2 separate regions of the Anser cygnoides genome follow, and region 2 is linked to region 1. The links are chromatin contacts, called in public Hi-C maps. All regions are on one chromosome and are shown on one strand. The core of a region is the stretch at or near the end of the contact, and the rest is flanking DNA. Distances in the headings are between cores, read along the strand shown.

What was found. Hi-C and Micro-C count contacts between places; a contact is called where the count stands out from the background.
Region 2: a contact with region 1 is called in a Hi-C map of fetal liver, with 2.0 times the contacts expected there. The contact joins the promoter of MID1IP1 here to the enhancer-like site in region 1. A contact is called at or near these places in 4 of 7 Hi-C or Micro-C datasets (fetal liver and liver).

What each region holds. Positions count from the first base shown.
Region 1 is chr1:121,048,555-121,051,960 of Taihu_goose_T2T_genome, reverse strand. No RefSeq gene overlaps it. Among named protein-coding and RNA genes, the nearest start is that of MID1IP1, 55 kb to the left of the region's middle. Within about 2 kb of position 1,535, at least 1 of the 3 cell types and tissues checked has open chromatin away from gene starts, as enhancers often do. A contact at or near this core is called in fetal liver, where this site is marked.
Region 2 is chr1:121,103,803-121,107,128 of Taihu_goose_T2T_genome, reverse strand. MID1IP1 (MID1 interacting protein 1) reads left to right here and starts at 2,043. Exons shown (of 2, transcript XM_048052841.2): 1 at 2,043-2,189; 2 at 2,351-3,326. The coding sequence starts at 2,449. The coding sequence ends at 2,946.

The DNA.
Region 1 (3,406 bases), core at 286-2,785:
AAGAGTAGGGTCTCCTGACATCCAGCAGGATTTCTGAGAAAGGTGTTCAAAAGAAAAACCCTCAGATCTGTGGGTTTCCGTCAAAATAATGGTGCTTATGATGGCAGGCAAAGTATAAACGCTTAGGCAGACAAAGATGAGCACTGGTATTGTAGCTGCCTATTTAAATCAGATCCCACGAACGCTGGTCTGGACAGGAAAGACCCAAAGCCTTTCTTGCTTGTTACGTGAGCCTGAGCAGAAGACCTTTATTTGAAGCTTTTTGCTGCTTTCATATGTCACAGCAGCAGTGTTCTCCAGCAGTGGAGGGCAGCTTTTCTCTAATTTTAGATCTTTCTCTGGGAAGACGGCAGCTGACAGCTGAGACAGTCCTCTGAAAAGGATGGGTTTGAAGGCATGCCTTTTTACTAAAGACGTACAAGCTGTGCAGCACGGCAGTCCTTGCCAGATCAAACTGGGCGGGTTTCACATTCAAATCCCACCCTGCTTTGAGGTCAGACTCCAGGCAATGTGTCCCAAGTCACTGGTTGATGGAGAGGCGGGCTGCGTTTTTTTAGCAAGCACAGCACACGGGGAGAGCTGTGGAGGGGGAGCGGGAGCACCGATAAGTGATTTACACACAGCTAATCCATGGAGGAAGTCAAACAGATGCATTATTGCCCCTGAGGACCCCTGGCTGGATATACCCATTTCCAAACAAAGCTTGTCGCGTCTCAGCACGCTGTTTCAGGCAGCAAATTGTCCCGTAAGGGTCAAGACAGAGCTTCCTGCCTCCCTCCTGCCCCGCTCATTGCACCCAAGGGGAGGCAGGGCCGCCCCGCCACGTGGGCACAGGCAGGAGAAAGGCCATTTTATGTGCGTGTGTTGTGCCCGTGATGTGTCTGATGGGCCTTTTCCATAGAAGTCCTGAAGGTACCTCAGAAAGGTGCTGCACAGCCTCTGTTCAGGTTATTGAGGCGGTTTGGTGAAAGCCTTGGTGTTTGAACGGGGCCTTTTGAGTGAGGAGCCCTGCGGCTTGCGAAATCTTGCAGTCCAGAGCCAAGTTTCCTCAAGTACCATGTCAAAGTGGGCACGCAGAAGCTGAGTTACTCACAGCCTGTGAGTTCATCATTTATTTTTTTTCTGCCGGGCTGGTCCCACACCGCAGATGTGCCACCCTGCGTGCCCTTCCTGGTGGCAGGTGACGCGTTCTCTGCAGGGCCCCTTTCTGTCACTGCGAGGCAATGCGAAGCATCCCTCGCTCCAGCCTGTTGTGGTAATGCCTGGGCAACAGATACGAAAACCAGGGGCTGTCCAGCAGGGCCCAGCTTTCCTCCTGGATGACTTCTGATGGGCAGCGATCCATTTTCGCGGCACCGAGGGCTGCCCTGACAAACAGGCGGTGCGAGCTCTGAGCTGCAGGCCGTGTTTGCCTTCACCCCTCTGCGACTTTTAAAAGCACGTTTCGTATCAGACTTTGCTCAGGCGCGGACGCACCGCAGATCGATGTCAGCTATGGACTTTAAAGGGATGTTTTCAGGCTAAAAATAATCCTGGCCGGCGCTCCTCTCGCGAGCCTGCTGGTTTGTGCTCGCGGTGCACGGGAGGCGGAGGTGAGGCACAGCCCGACACAAAGCTGCCCCGGGAGGGCCTGGCGTGGGGAAACACCCCTCGCCGGGGCTCAGAGCCGTGGATTTTAACCACATCCGTTCCTGAGCATTGAGCAATGCCTTGCCTGACTTAGCAGTGAATTTCAAACATCTTGTTTAGCTTTCACTGCACGTTATCAGCCCCCTTTTTTTTATCCTTTCGGATTGAATCAAAAAAAAAAAGAGAGACAAGGAAAAATCTATTCTTCCCTCTGTAGCCAGGCCCTCTTCCTGTGCAGCTTGATGCACAAGGCCCTGCTGCAGATTTGCAAATGCTACCAGACAGCGTTCATTTACCACACAACATGCTGTTTTCAACTGGATTTCTAAGCCCCCTCTCCTTTATTAGTTTTAGGCCGTGAAATAAAATTGTGCGAAGAAAGATGCATACAATGATTTTGATAGCGCACTGAATAAAGGGCTCTGTAGGTGATGCCATTACTGATTCAGTCCATTTCTTTCACCAGAGAAAGAGGGGGGCAACACTTGCTATACAAGAAATGGCTCTCCAAAGACAGGGAGGTGGAGGTTTGCAAGTGCTTGTTGGCTGAGGAGTACCAAAATCTGAGGCCCTGACCTACATGCAGCTGCTTTCCCTTTGCATTTCCCTGGGCAGAGAGCTACCTGTGCTACTCTGCCACCGAAAGAAGAAGGGGAAGAGCCTCTTGTATCCTAAAAAGGGGGACATTTCCTGTGGCTCACTCTGCCCTGCCAGAAAAAAAAGCAAGCGTCTCTCTTCATCTTCTTCCCTTCCTTAGATCTTGAGTGCTGTGCAGAGCCAGACTGTCTTTAAAATACCTTGGGGAACCTGCCTACAGCCACATCTTGGCTAAGAGGGAAAGGGAAGAGTGCAGTGCAACCAGCCATGGCAAAGATTACTGTTTTCTGCAGGGAGAAAAACGAAGCAAAGGTCTTCAGGCAGAAAAAAATGCAAATGCAAAAAAATGCACAACCCATGCATCATGCAAATCTTACACTTGTCAGGCAGAGCCTGTGCATTTGGGTCTCCCCTGATGAGCTTGGGGGTGGAGGAGAGGCTGTTAATATTGCTCGAATAATCATGACATTCCCCTCCTCTGCTTCTTCTGGGAAAACACCCCGAGGTGGTGGAGACGACAGCTTTTCCAAGCAGCTGGAGCAGAAGCACAGCCCTTGATGGTGCTGGTGAGGGGGGGGACCTGGGTGACCCAAACACCCGTTTCCCCTCTCCCTGGTCTGGTTTCACCCACCACGAGGTGCTCTCTGCGGTGCCAGGGGATGCTGCCTTTCCAGGAGATGCTTCTTGTGATGTTTGTATCTCCCTTGGCCACCACAGCCTCCGGCTGGGGACCGGCACCGCTCTGCAGTCTCTTAACACCGAGCACATTACCGGTGCTCATAAATCATCATCACAATAATTAGCGCCAATTAGCGACTTAATGGAGAGTCTTCGGGGATTCCTAAGCGTACCTCGCAAGCGTGGCATTTTTAGGCCGGTGGAAGCTGAGGAAGCCCTGAGGAATCCCGGTGGCACCTGCCACGGAGGCTGCCCCCATCTCCGCGCCTGCTGGCCCGGTTTGTTTGTGCTCGCCCTTCCCGGGGAATGCGGCCCGGCCGGGGTGAGCCAGGTGCTGTGGCATTCCCGGCAGCCCCATGTTGTTCCCAGCAGACCCACGGCATTCCCGGCAGCCCCACGGCGGCGGGATCCAGCCTAAAAATGGGCACCTTTCCTTTGCCTCGGCTCCAAAGAGGCTCCAGCTCCTGGGAGGCGCCGGGCAGTCACACAGGGCTTGCTCAGC
Region 2 (3,326 bases), core at 794-3,293, 55 kb before region 1:
TCCCAGCTCCTGTCTGGGGGATTTCAGGCTGCTTTGACCCGCTAGTGGTAGCTGAGCGCTGCTTGCGAGGGACTCCAGGCCCCCGGCTAGCAGCCTGAAGCTGAACTTGGGATGATTTCCAGGAATGCTGCTGAGGAAGCCGGGGCTTGGCAGGCCGCCGAGCGCAAGCTGCAGAGCCGTGCGGCTCCGAGGGCCTTCCCGGCAGCCCCACGCCGGGCTGCCTCCCACCATGCCACGATCCTGTTCGCAGCAAGGCTCTGTCTGCAGCCTGCCGTGGCTCTGCACCTCGCAGGGGGAACGCTGCTGCTCCCTGCCATGCCACAGCCTCGCTCGGAGCCGTGTGCTTGCTGGGAAGAGAGGGGATTTACGACCGCCACTGCCTTCTCCAAACGTCCTCTTCCTGAGCCGTCGTGCTCCTTCCCGGAGGTGCCCATTGCTGTTGGAGGATCGTTCCTTTCACAGCGGAGCTGCAGAAACAGGAGGAAGAGGCAGCCACGTGAACGACGGGGGGAACGCGAGTAAATCTTTGCAAAAGTTATGCCTCAGATCTCAGCGGGACTCAGACAAATTGGTCTGCATTCCTTTAACGTATTAGGTTTCTACTTACCCCGTTCATTAGCATGTTAAGCTACAAGTGCTGATAATACAAAACTCATGGAGAGACATCAATTAAAATGATAAATTACATACGTTCCTTCTGGATGAGAGGTGACGGGTTTCCTTGGTTCAGAGCTTGGTACGACTGGACTCAGAAAGGGAAAGGGTGAGAGAGAAGTGTTAAACAACAGCACCGGCCCCGCGCCAGCACACACGCTGGGACCACCGCAGACAAAGGTGGTTTGTTGCCCGGTCGCTGCCGAAGAGCGAGTTTTGGCATCGGCAGGCCCTGCGCACGGTGCTGCCACAACTGCCAGCCCTTCCGGAAAGCGGCCGGGCGCTGCCGCCGGCCACCACCAGCCCTGCTTCTCCAGCACCCACCTGCCTCAGCGCTTCTAATTATGACTTACGGAGGGCTGATTTATGGAGGACTTGACTTGCCGATACCAGAAGCGGCTCAGTAACAGACACAGATAAAGAAATACGTTAGGGAAGTGCTACTTGCATACAAAGCTTTGGGCCCCGGCGTGACTCTGGGGTTAGAGATACACGTTTCTTGGGCTCGCTCAGTCAGAGAGCCATGGGACCCTATCAGCGACACACATTATAATGTTATTGGCGGGTTTAACAACAAGCACACGGACTCGCAAGGCACATTAAGAAGCCTTTTAATTAAATGAGAGAGATTTAACGCCGCACATCAAAGCTGATCGGGACATAAGGAAGTTAAAAATAAAAATAAAAAGTAATAATAATAAAAAAAAAAAAACGACAGCCGGCCGACCCGTGCCAGCACTGCGCCTGAGGGGCTCCTGAGGCAGCACCCCCCTAACGGCTGCCCGCCGGCCGTTAGCCGCTCCCCCGCGCGCCGCCCGCCGGCCCCGCCCCTCCCCGCGGCTGCCCCGTCGCCACGGCAACGCGCTCCCCCCACGTGACCCGCGGCGGCCGCTCCCGCGAGGCCTCCTGTTACTAGGGACGCGGCGGGGGGGCTGCTCTTTCTGATTGGCCGCCCCCCCCCCCGCCCGCTCTCCGATTGGCTGGGGGTCCCGCGGAGCCGGGCCGCCGATTGGCTGGGCGCGGAGGTGAGGCCGTGGGGTGATGCCGGCCGGCGGCCGCTGCCAGGCGGCTCCGCGCCGCGGGGGGCCGCGCGCGCGCGCGGGGCCGGGCCGGCCGTGCACGCGGGGCCGTGCGCGCGCGGCCGCCGCGTCACGCCCGCCGCGCGGCCGGCAGCCAATGGGCGGGCGGCGGGAAGGCGGGCTGCACGCGGGGCCCGCGTGGCCCCGTCAGTCAGCGGCGGCCCCCTGGCGGAGGCGGGCGGGCGCCTGAGGCGGCGCCGTCCCCGCGGCCGCGGCCTCGCTCCCTCCCTCCCCGCCTCCCTCCCTGCCTCCCTCCCCCGGCGTGGGGCGAGAGGCGGAGCCGCCGCCGAGCCGCGGGCCGCCGCCCGCCGCCTTTATCTGGCCCGGCGGCGCGGGGGGGTGGCACTGGGGAACACCTCGTCGGGAGATAGGCGCTTATAAATAGGGCGCCGGGGATGGGAGCGGGGACACGGGCGGCGGCGGGCTGACGGCGGCGGGGAGCGGCTGCGGGACACGGTGGGTGCCAGCGGCCCGTGGGTGCCTTTTGTTGTTGTTGTGTTATTTTGGGGGCTTTTTCCTGGCTTTTCGGGCGGAGGGGGGAGGATGGAGGCGGCTGCGGGGTGGGAGCGTGGAAAAGCCTCGGTGCAGCACGAGCCCTAACCCCCGCCTCCCCGCAGGGCTTCCCCACGGGAAAGCAGGAGCCGAGGCACGGCGGAGGGCAGCCGGTGCGCCTAGCGAGGAGGAGGAGGAAGAGGAGGAGGTCGGCCCCGCCGTCATGATGCAGATCTGCGACTCGTACAGCCAGAAGTACTCCCTGTTCAACGCCATGAACCGCTTCATCGGCGCCGTCAACAACATGGACCAGACGGTGATGGTGCCCAGCCTGCTGCGCGACGTGCCGCTGCTGCTGGAGGAGCTGGACGCGGCGGGCGCCGTCTGCCCGGAGCGGGAGGCCGCGCTGCCGACCGGCAGCCCCGGCGCCTACTTCTCCCGGCGGGACATGTACAGCCACTACGTGCTGCTCAAGTCCATCCGCAACGACATCGAGTGGGGCGTGGTGCAGCAGCCGCCGGCCGCCGACGAGGCCGCCCGCAAGAAGGACAAGCTGGGCGGCGGGCCGGCCGAGGAGGGCGAGGCGGAGGAGGACCTGGAGCAGCAGTTCCACTACCACCTCAGCGGCCTGCACACGGTGCTCTCCAAGCTCACCCGCAAGGCCAACGTGCTCACCAACCGATACAAGCAGGAGATCGGCTTCGGCAGCTGGGGGCAGTGAGGGTGGGAGCGCGGGGCGGGGGACGGGGGGGACGGGACGGGACGGGACGGGGGGCGGCGGAGGGAGCGGGGTTCCCTCCGCAGGGCCCCCCCCCTTGTTTTGCACTACTTTCATAACGGGGGTGGGGTCTCCCCGCGTGTTCCCGGGACTGCAGTCGTTTTTACCAACGCACAAACAGAGAGAGAGAGGTGTAAATTAATCGATACTAGTTTATTAATTTTTTTTTTTTTTTTGTATGGTGTGGGGCGCGCTGTGCCTCTCCGGGCAGGGAGGGTGAGTTTGTACGTGGTGTATGAGCGGTTTGCGTAGCTGGCCGGTCTGAGGCTAAAGACAAGCCGATGAAAATAACGAGACCGGCTTAAAATTGCTCGTCTTACCCA